Regions from separate parts of the Sus scrofa genome. Here region 1 is linked to region 2. The links are chromatin contacts, called in public Hi-C maps. All regions are on one chromosome and are shown on one strand. The core of a region is the stretch at or near the end of the contact, and the rest is flanking DNA. Distances in the headings are between cores, read along the strand shown.

Region 1 (5,776 bases), core at 1,049-3,548, 130 kb before region 2:
AATGTATAAATATTTCCCATTGTCAATGGTGTGCTGGTAAACCAAGTGTCAACAAAATAAAGAATAAAAAATAAATAAATGCCCCAATTTGTAGCATTTTCCAATTAATATAGTATAACTAGCCTTAATACAGAGAATATTAAGATACCACCAGTCTAATAACCAGCTATTAAAATTCTGAATATTTATCAAATTCGGCATGACCATAATATTACTGATTGTGGTATATATACTTTCTCTATATATTCAATATGAAGTGAAACCTTAAGAGTGTTTCTTCTAGTAGCTAACTTTTCATTTTAGTACCATGCTTTGAAAAATATTTTTATTATATTTTAAATGCCATTGATAGGGTTTGGGACTTTTAAGATATACTACATGCTTATTTTTATTGGGATATGTTTCTAGACTTCCTATTCTATTTTTTATTCATCTGTTTCTCTTGAAATCCCAGACTGTCTAAATTATTTTGGCTTTATAGTCTACTAAGTTCTTTGAGGATAGTGATTATATAGTTTTTTATCAATGTCACCCGTAGCTCAAAAGAGATTCCTTAGATGTAGTAGGCTCTCAGAAGATAGGCAAATAGGTGTTTTTGTTGGTATGTCTTACTTCCTGGCAAGATAAGTCCTGCAAGGACACTCAGTGTTCTAAGGCATATAAGCGATTGCTGGACTCAGATACTTAGTAAGAATTGTCTAGAATTTTAGCCTTAAAAGAAGACTTCAGACACATGTATCTGTCATCTATTGCTATGTAACAAGATCCTCTAAAACTTCGAGGCTTGAAATGAGGATCTGTTAATTCCCATTGCTTGGGCTCACTCATGAAGCTGAAGAATCAGTGTGGGGTGGGCTCAACCGGGAAAGCTATGAGTTGGGTCATTCTATGTGGTCTTTTATCGTCAGTGAGGCTGGACCTGGCTGTCTCACATGGTGGGAGCCACATTTCAAGAGGGCAAATCCTAATAGCTGTGATAGCTTATCGAGCATCTGCTTGAAGCATATTTGCCGATGTCCCAGTGGCTAAAGAAAAGTCACATGGCCGAACGCAGTGTTCACGTGAGAGGAAGCTACATAAGGATGTGGATACCAGAAAATGTGATTCATTGGTTCATTCATTCATGGGGGCCTTAGCTTATGAATCTGCGAAATAGATTCTTTTTCTGATCCAAGCGAGTTGCGTGGTTGGCCTCCATGTAAACGGAAAAAGTATCCAGTGGGCTATTCACAAATGTTATTTTTTTAAGGTAAATTAATACTTATGTTCTTGCCTTATATTATTTTATGTATATGTGCTATTTACACACCAGTTCCAAAAGGACTAGAGGATGCTTGCAATAAAAAGTAGATATAAGATTAAGCGTTAGAACTCTTCAAAAGTCTTAAAGGCTAACTTTGCCGAATCGAATACTCAATTTAATGTTGAGCTTCCTAGGAATCAAGGCAGAAATGGAGAAACATGATGGATCAATTGCTCTTTATTACTTACTGAGAGAAAGCACATTGTTTTTAGGAGTGATCACCTTTCTCTTGTCTCTAAATACACAGAGCATCCTAGAGAAAGAGGTGTTCCACAGAGCATTACTGAGAGTGGAGAAGCCTTCTCCCAACATCCTGGGACAGAAACCAAGGCACTAATGTGAGATTCACTGAACAGGTCTCTGACGTGGGACACACCATAGGATGAATGAATGCCGGTGTGTTGACATAGCCTACGTAGAGAACGTGGAATACTTCAGATTATCAATGCAACCTTCGACTACAGAGACACCATCAGAGATCCCTGGGCCACACATTTCAACTGTGGAGCCCCAATCCTTCCTGTTCATTCACTCTAGAACAGTCCTCCAAAACATTTCATAGCTTTTCTCTGCCTCTGCTGATTCAGGTCTCTCCACAAACGCTCTCTCATCAGAATTCTTCCCTGACCACACCGTCAAAATCAGTGTCTCTTCCCAACCCGCTTTCCTGAAGATACGGCCTCCCTTTCACTCACCCGGCTTTACGTTTCCTTGCCTTGGGTTGTCATCCTACTTGGCAGCCACCACTGCCACTGAATATTGCATGACTACAAATATTACTGCACAGGATCCCAGGATGACTTTTCTCTGGGTAGAGACTTAATGTCAATTTTGTTGGACGCTGGTTGATGATTTTCAGGAAGGCACTAGATGCATGAAATTCAAAACAAGGTAAAAGTGAGTCCACAGCTCTTTTGCACAGAGCAGCTGCTGCCTGTGTAGACTGGGTCTGTTTGAGGGTAGGCGTAAGCAGTGAGGGAGATATTAGAGGAGCTGTGTTTCAACTGGATCAACGTGGATCCATTCCAAGCTCTGTCACTCACTCGCTGTGTGACTTCTGGTAACTTTGGCCCCACGTTTATTCAAAGGTGAGCCAGGGATGATGATCTTGCTTGTTCCCAACGTGGTTGCCACGATTTAGTAACAACCTCAACAGTGTTTAGCACAGACGGACCCACACTGTGCATTTTCTCTTTCTTGCCACATATATACAGAAGAGGCGAGCGTTGACGAAGGCTGTTTTTTTTCTGAAGGCAATTTATTGGACTATCCCAGGGATGTTTATTTTCTTAACTAGAGGTCACAGGACTTGAAGACCACTAATGAAGGAGATGGTAGCTGGGGGAGCCGAGGAGTTTCCCCATTTCTTCCAAGTCTCTTCTTAGACTGAAAAAAAAAAAAGTCCCCTGTAAATTTTATGACTGCAGTGTCAAAAGTCTTCTATCCAAATCGCAGTAAATATTCTAATGAAGTCTGGAAAGAAAGCCATTTGTAATGGCTTGGGGCAGAGTATTAAGATAGCCTGTTTCTCGTTAGTCAGTCATTAGAGAGATCTAACATGCATGGGAAATGGTTTCCTGTTGTAAGTGCTTTAAAACCAAGTTTTAGGAAACCCCATTTCCTGCCGGCTCATTTGGAGACAGCAATGTGCCAACTGGTCAGACTTTTTAGCTGGTCAAATGGTGGCCTCCTTGGCTGCAATTGAGTTCAGATGCAGCAGCCTCAGAGTGGGCTTCGCTGCTCGGGGGTCCTGGCAAGAAGTAGGCAGGTCCATGGCGTAAGGACATCTGGACTGGGCACCGCTGGGGGCATTTTGCCTCCTATTTTAAGTGTTTTGATTCACGGCATGAATCAAATGCAGGAAGAGGAACTTCTAGCCTGGGCCTGGACACGGAGGTCTAGATCCTGCTGACGGAGCTGACGGGAAAATGGTGGATGTTTCTCTCTGGTTTGGGAGGGTTTGGACGGCCGATGGGAGAGCGCATTCTTTTAACTACTGTGCTGTGTATTAAAACGGAATTTTCTGAAATGAGGAAGTCCCAGAGACGTCCATTAGGATGCAGATGCGAGTATTTGCTAATCAAATCCATTTGCTTCTTTTTATGTGTGAGATGAGGGTCACTACTGTACGTGGAAGCCAGAAACTGATGGATGCGGGAAGACCACACAGGTCCTCACCTCCAGGAGACGCCTTCTGTAACAACTGCCCAAATCGACAAGGGAAACCCTCATTGCTGCTTAATCCATCATTGCTGCTTCACCCAGGAGAGGTCCCCAAGTATACCCACCTCTAGGTATACCCTGCTGTTCTAAGCGGGCACAGACAGCACAAATATATGCACTTTCTTAACCAACTGTCAGAAGGATGCAGTGAGAAAGTACTTTTACTGTCCCTATGATAACTTTCTTGACTCCTTGCTTCCTCCATACTCTTGCTATAGCCTCACTGGGGGCAGAATTTACCCCTTGACTTGAGGTGTGGCCACATCCTTGTTTGGGCCAATGATAGACAGTTGGAAGCGCCAGTCTGAGCCCAGGTCTTGAGAAGTCACACATGTTTCCTCCGGCCCTGTTGACACTCCCACCATCATTCTAGAAAGAACCAGCTAGTCTGTTGGTCCCAGAAAGACACTGAGAGATAAAAAGAGCAGAGCCACCAGTACTCACCCACAGAAAGCAGTGGGAAGCAAAGCCACCACAGCTGACCCTCAGCCGTGTGAAAATAAATAACTACTGTTTTAAGCCCCCGCATCTTGGGGCAGTTTGTTATAGCCCAATAGCTAACAGATACATCTCCATTTTACGAGTAAAGAAAGTATGACTCTGAGATCTTAGTATGGATTTTTCCAAGGCACAAAGCTTTTAGCTGGTAGAGTCAAGAAACAAACCTGGAGCTATTCAATTCTTAACCAGTATGCTAAGCTGCCATTCCCAGGGACCATGTTACTGGGGCTAGCGATTTCCAGGAAGCATCTCATGATTTGATTTTTTTTTTTCTTTTCTTTTAAGACAAACGCTATTGCCATTTTTTTTTTTTATTGGAACAACTAAGGGGTAGGACTGATTTGCCAGAGAGGTTCTTACAGTCAGGGAGAGCCAGGGACCTAGGGAAAATCCATCTCGTTCACTATCTTGAGACAAATTGAAGACTTTGTCTCTGTCCCCTGATCAGCTTATTCCCACCAGGACTTGGCCGTCTTTCCCCCTTTCCACCTAAGCTGATCTCAAGTGATGAAATGGGTACTTTCATTTTAACAAGGGAAACCTGATTTTTGAAAGCCTTCATAATCCAAAGTAACTGCACTCGAATGGTAGAATTCCAGGTCAGCTGTTAGGCTGTTGGGATGAAAGTCTTGGTCTGCCTAGAACACCTTACACCCAAATCCCTAAGTGGCCACTGGGCAGATAGGCCCTGGCAGGAAGATGCTTTGAAGACAGCATCACAGATTGGGAGAGCCTTGACCAAGAGATCAGGCAATGTTTGCTGAGGCCCGTTTGTGCTACAGACTCTCTGTGCGAACTTGAAAAGCTCACTCTTGCTCTGAACTTGAACTTCCCCAGTTGTCAGAGGAGAGGGTGTCAGGAAGGCACAGTCTTTTTGGCTCCTTTCCCCTTTTATGTGCTCTGATTCTCCGTCACAACTCACGATACCCAGAAGATCCAGGCAGTGTCATACGCACGGAGCTTGAGTCAAGTTTCCCCGCTTCCAGAAAAGCAGATCTGAACCTGTTATTTTCCTGATGGGCTTTGAACAACCCAAGATTTCATGTCACTGGGTAGAGCATAGATATAATTTGGAAAAGAAGAGATTTATAGAAGTACAATAACCGTCCCCATTATTTATTTTAAAAAATCTTATTTAAATAAAGATTGTGCATTTAAAGTTGCATTTGATTGAACAACTGTCCTTTTTTTAAAAAAAAAAATCCCCCTGACAAAAGCTATGAATTATTAATTTCTGTCATTGTATTCACTGAACAAATGTAATTGCAAGTAAATGTCTGAAGTTAATGAAAAAATTAAGAAAAAAAGATTTCTTTATAAGAATTAATGAAACATTTCCCCAAACCTCTTTGAAATCATGATTGTGAAGCCTGGCGACATTTCTTTGGAGCTGCATATCCAGAGCAAAGGGGGTTGAGCTCTACTCTTTCTTTGGCAGGAAGGATGAAAACATTTTATTAGGATTGTACCAGCTGTGGAAATTAACACACACAACCATTCTAACCTTAACCCTCTCAGATCTTTCTGTTCTCTTTTACCTGTTTTTCATTCATTCTGGGCCACTGATGGGCAGTCATAAGAGTGGTCCATCTTGCTATCCTGGCTGATATTATCACTCATATTTTTATATTAATATGACATAATGAAACTTCTGCTGTAATTTCCTTTTTTTTTTTTTTTTTGTCTTTTTGCCATTTCTTGGGCCGCTCTCATGGCACATGGAGGTTCCCAGGCTAGGGGTCAAATCAG
Region 2 (5,874 bases), core at 1,937-4,436:
CCCCTCCCCATCACTTCTCACACACACACACACACACACCCCCTCTCACCACCTCTGAGCTATTTAACACATTCATGTGTATGCAGACTTACTTAAACATACGTACATGCCCTTATAACAAAAATGCCACTTTCTATTTGTTTTGCCCCTTGCAGTTATAAAGCACCTTTGCCCCTTATTATCTCATGTGATTAATGAATATGCACTTGCTTCCCTGGGTGGATGCACAATTTACCACCTCATGCTCTGGAGAAGACGATTCCTGAAATTCATCAGGATTGCTATCTGAAAACAAACGCACCCCACCTGCTTGGGTTCTGTCTGTCCTTGGTGCACAGTCTCCCTACAAAATGTCTGGGTGCAGACCTCTAGACCTCGAGGAAGGGAACCCCTGTCAGCATGGTTTATCTTGCCAGTAATTAGGCTTGTGTTTCTGCTTTATTAACTCGGATACAACAACGCCCTGCCCTCTGTCACCAGAGGGACTAATAGATGATAGTCGCTCTGATTTGGAAACCGTACAAATTAAATGACAAAGTAAGAGGAAGTGAAGTTAAGGCAAATTGTGTACAGATAAGGCAGTCAGTCATTTACATATTAGTTTTTCACATGTTAAGCAGGGGGCTTTTGATTTTACATCTGCAGGTGCAAAACTGCTAAAATAAATAAGCCCAGTGTTCCTGGTGTGTTTGTTAAAACCTCCACGATATGCAAATTCTTAAAAGGATGCTAAGGAATAATTGATTACGTATGTGGAAAGCCAGGGTCACTTTTTCTTCTCCCCAAGTCCCAGGTTTCCGTCCCCGCGAAGGATTTTCTTCTATTCAATGTGCCTGTGAATCCATGTGTTTATTTTTTTCCCAGGAGCATTTCAACAGGTTTTTATCTTCATCATCTATAGGGCAGATTTGCTTTTATCTTTTTTAAACTCATGTCCTGACTTTCTAGGAAAAACAGTTGGACACCTTATGAAAATTAGTTACCCAAGGAGAGAAAATAAAATTGAATGATGGAAAGAAAAACAAACGAACAAAAGACCGTCCGTGAAGCCCATCTCCATCAGTTTTCTGCAGGAGCTGTAACATTTTGTTTAGCAGTATGATTTAACAAGAAGCATGAGCTCTGGGTATGGATCTGCTGGGTTTTGAGAAGGCTGATGAGATGTGATTATCTCTATGCAGAAATATCAGGGTGGTTAAAGATAATTTGAAATGAGGTTAAAAATGAAACAACACTAAGCTCCTCTCGCTTGTGTCAAAACAATCTCATCTCATCTTTTCTTTTCTTTTCTTTTTCCCCTTTCATTTTGATGACATTTGCTCATATTGGAGGTGGAGACATTCTTCATAGGAAACTATAATCCTTGACTAATTTTAAATTTAATGTGGCTCTGTTTGAAAGACAGCTCTAAATTGGATCCAAAATCAGCTTCTGGATATTATGGATAAAATTTGCAATGTTTGTAATATATTGCTATTAGTGGCAGCACTAAAGTTTCATTCCACTTTGTTAACAATATTCATGGTACAAACAGCATATGCTGACATAGTAAATGACACTTGGTTAGAAAAATGTCTTTGAACTTTCGCTTAAAAAATGAAAACAGGTGAAAAAAACAGCATCAACTGTTGAAAACCATATGTTAGTAAATGAATATACCTCATCGTTTTATTTAATCACCATAAATACAATTACTCTTTAATGATTAAGTTTCAAAGTCTGAGAATATTTCTTATTTTAAAAGAAAGAATTTCAGTACTAGATATATTTATTCATTATCTAAACAAACAAACAAACAAACAAAAAACCCCATACAGCCATAGTTCCTGATTCACAAACAAAACAGTAAAACAAGTTAAGGAAGTTAAACATGATCTCCATGTACATAAAAAGAAACAAGAATTGGGTAACTTGCTAAAAACTTTTGAAAAGTCTAAAACAAGATTTCAAAACCTATCCTTTTATGTAAAAGATGAAATGGCATGTTCTGCCAGTTTCAAAAGTTTCGTCAACATTTAAGAAAGAGAAGCCCAAAGTTCCTCGGCACAAGGCAGACAGCTGTGTGCTCGCTCTGCAGGGCTTCGACCAGAGTCCAATTTAAGCAATAAAATGCTTTTGGAAATTCTAAAAAGCTCTGTTCACATGCACACAGAAGGCAAGACCTCCTCAAGGCTCCCTTCCAGCCCTGCTTTATCAATCAGTTCAGATCAATTCTGCAGAGTCTGGTCCCGCCCGAACTCCCTTGCTCCCCCATCTTCTAGTCTGCAGTGCTAGCCATGTTGATGCCCACACGAGGAGATGACAATTAGTCATATTTATCCATGCTGGGTCCATCTAATCCCCACTGTTTTTTAATCATGGCAAATCCATTATCCCAAACAAAGCTGCATACATCTTGCTGGAGCCGCACACAGACTTGCCTTGTTTACTTTGAGAAGACGGATTTTATGGCAACATTAAATACATACTGAGCCCTAACTAATGGGGTCACTTGGCACTAGGGAGCAACGGCAGTGACAAATCCTAGTGCCCTAATCCACCGCTGCTTAACTTGGTTCTGAAAACCCATGGCCTTGTGGCTGTGCCCTCAAGACCAGCACATCTAAATTTTCTCCACAATTATACATATATGATCATGGCACCCAAGTGTTGCCAGCAACCATATAATGCGATTCCCTTTCTCCCACCCCTCGCAGCCAGAGACCCCACTCTTTTTCCATCCAGGCTTTGAGTTTCATCCTGTCCACTTTCATGCTTTTTGAGTCTGGAAAGTAAAAAAAAAAAAAAGAATCCCCCTACCCCTCTGGTTTATTTAGAAAGAAAAAATCTTAGGTGCTCTGTTTACTTACATTTTTCAGCACTTCTTTGTCTTCCAAACCATTCTAGCTCTTAATATGGACGTTTTATGGGTTATTTTATCAGAAAAGCAGACCTTGGTTAGTTGACTTGAGCGGTTAGGATGGGTTTAAGTGTGCTTGGAAACCCCTGATTTCCCCCGAAAAAGCAATATATGGCATATGTTAACATCTAGAGCCTGAAAACACAGCCAGTAAGAGTCGCGCAGACTAAAGGAAATCACTACTTAATTCCACAAACATTTGTTTCGGTCCAGGAATGGCACTAGAAACTTTGAGCAGCCTGCCCGCTCCAGCGCCGGCCGGCACGCAGGGGCCATACCGTGCGGCACAGCGCCATCTGCCGGCCGGCCTCGCAGCCAGAGGGTGGCTTGGAAATCTACCCGTCTTGGCTCCCCGACCTCTGTCCCCGGGGGGCTTCCTGCTGCTGGGGAATTCTGACTGTACTAAAAAGGAAAGAGAGGGGGAGATTGTGCTGGAGAGGAAAAAAAGCGAGGCTAGAGAAACAGTTTCCAAAGACCTATTTAACATGTAAACGGAGGAAGATTAATACCTCTGGAATGGTCCCCAGACATCTTGCCAAGGGCACGGGTTTTCCGCGTTAAAGGTGAAGCTGAGTTGATTTGCATCCAAAGCAAAGAGTTGCTTTCCCCTTTTCTCTGTCTATAAAGCATTGTGTTCTAGCCACCTAGTCTTCACACCCGGGCTCTGAGTTCTTCACGGAGGTGAGGTAGAATTCATGGGAACCTTCCGGGTATCCAGGTTTATTCATGTCCTGGCTGCGCATGTATTGGGGGGGCGGGTCGTGGAGGGGGGTCATGGGGGTTGGTGGAAGGGGAGAGGTATTCAGAAGTGATTTTGGACACACTGGGGTTGCTTGCACGTCCCATTCCACAAATCACTGGGGTAAACAACCCCATTCCAGAAATCAGTCCTCTCAAGCCCAGATCCTGAGGACTGTGGAAATGCCATCAACACATTTCTGCATTTTCCACACTGTCTTGAACGGGATCCCAGACTCCAGGAGACTCATCTCTGATAGACTGTAAAAGACCCAAACTAAATGGACCGAAGAGGTGGTCATTACTCTTCAGGGAGGGACCTCGCTGTAACCCGGGGTAAAGTCCTATCTACAATTATTTTTTAGGGCTATGTTGGAAATCTTATAATTTTCACCCCATGTCCAGTTCCCAGGCCTTTTGCTCACTGCAGTTTCCATTCTGCAACATGCACTCCCAGGGGCTCCCCCTCCTCCCGCTACCTTGCTCTGTACTCCTCCCCTGTACCCTGCCCCAAACAAAAGCATCTCCATTTCACCTAGAGACACAAAGGAGGTCCCCAGCCATTCCAGGATTCCATTAAAGGATGGCTTGGTTCGGCCTCTGTTGTGGGCATTCTCTGGTCCTCGGTGCCTGATGGCATGTAGCAAGGATTAACTGTAACTGCTTCTGTACAGAAAGGACTAGAAATGATCTCGCTTCACCCGGCTCTCCCTAGAGCATCGGGCACAGCACAGCCTACGAAGGAGACCTTTTAGGAGATAGAGTTATCTACCTGGGCCCTTGAAGTCTAGCCCCGCAGCCATGGGAGGGGCCTGTGCCATTCAAAAAGGCTACGGTTATCCCAGGGGCTACCTCTCAAAGGGAGGAGAATCTGCTACCTCACTGTTCCTCTGGCTGCTGGGCACTGTGCTTTTGCGGACTGGATATCGGCTGGTGTTTTCAAGGAACTGCTTCTCTCTCTCTCTCTCTCCTGACCTGAGCAAGCCCACCCTCTCTTAGAAACCGACACAAAAAATCAGATATGTTCATTACAGATTTCAAGTTTTGGGTCTAAAGGATTTTTGAGACTAGGTTTGCCAGATAAAATACAGGTTACCTGGCCACACTGCACAAAATGCAATGAAGAATTGTTTAGGATAAGAATACTTAAAAACATTCATGGTTCATCTGATATACAAATTTAACTAGATGCTTGTGTTTTCATGTTTTGGTTTTTTACTCTATCTGGCAAACCTATTCGAGATTCTCTCGTGCAAGTCTTTCATCAGGAAACTAAAATCAGCAGAGGCAGAGGAAATGTGCCCAGTTACACAGCTGTTTAGAGGTGGCACCAGGGCCAGAAATCAGGTCTAGAAATTCAGCGTGGGTTTCTGAATCAAACTTGTCTTCCCCCAGGATAGCCGCCTGTGGCAGAGATACCAAGTAAGCTTGTGTAATAAAACCAGTCCCTTATATAATCATTTCCGAGTGACCATGCCTGCTGCAAAGGGCCATAAAGTAAAATGCCACTCATTTGGAAATGCCACTAGTTTATAATTTTGAAGTTTCCTACCCAGGTGCATTTTTGCATAGCAACCCTTCTCTTGCCCAAGAGTCCAGCACTTTCTTTGTCTACAACCATGGTTCATGATGGTTTCGAGGGCTTTGTTCTACCAAGTGATTGCAAACCTGAAAGCCCCCACTTATGCACAAGCAAACACTATGCAAATTATTCCTCTCTCCCCAGTAAAGCCATAGTTCTAAGGCCATGATTAGAGACAGGGCCCTGTTTATCTGGATTAAAAGACTAAACAGATCATCCTAAAATGTTCTAGTCTTTATCACAGACTTTAAATGAGTTAGGCATTTGGAGACTGTGCTCCAGATTCATGGCTAAACAGTTATTCTGAATCATGGGAAATCTTGGGGCAGCCATGGGAGAGCCCTTTGGTGGGGTTGGGGGGGGGAAGCTAGGTGATGAGGAATGGAGCTCAGCCATACCCCTTCCGACATCTGAGCTTCACTTTCCTTATTTCTATTTATTTATTAATTCATTTATATTATAATTTGACTTTTTAGGGCTGCACCCACGGCTTACGCAAGTTCCAGGCTAGGGGTCGAATCAGAGCTGCAGCTGCCGGCCTACACCACAGCCACAGCCACAGCCACAGCCAGCCACAGCCACAGTAATGCGAGATCCTAGCCACATCTGCAACCTACACCACACAGATGCCTTATTTTTAAACCGAGGACCTCAT

What was found. Hi-C and Micro-C count contacts between places; a contact is called where the count stands out from the background.
Region 1: a contact with region 2 is called in a Hi-C map of liver, with 8 times the contacts expected there. The contact joins two enhancer-like sites. A contact is called at or near these places in 1 of 5 promoter capture datasets (liver) and 7 of 47 Hi-C or Micro-C datasets (embryonic fibroblasts, liver, retroperitoneal adipose tissue and 1 more).

What each region holds. Positions count from the first base shown.
Region 1 is chr6:33,339,528-33,345,303 of Sscrofa11.1, reverse strand. No RefSeq gene overlaps it. Among named protein-coding and RNA genes, the nearest start is that of SALL1, 390 kb to the left of the region's middle. Within about 2 kb of position 2,298, at least 1 of the 83 cell types and tissues checked has an H3K27ac peak or open chromatin away from gene starts, as enhancers often do. A contact at or near this core is called in liver, where this site is marked.
Region 2 is chr6:33,214,748-33,220,621 of Sscrofa11.1, reverse strand. No RefSeq gene overlaps it. Among named protein-coding and RNA genes, the nearest start is that of SALL1, 510 kb to the left of the region's middle. Within about 2 kb of position 3,186, at least 6 of the 83 cell types and tissues checked have an H3K27ac peak or open chromatin away from gene starts, as enhancers often do. A contact at or near this core is called in liver, where this site is marked.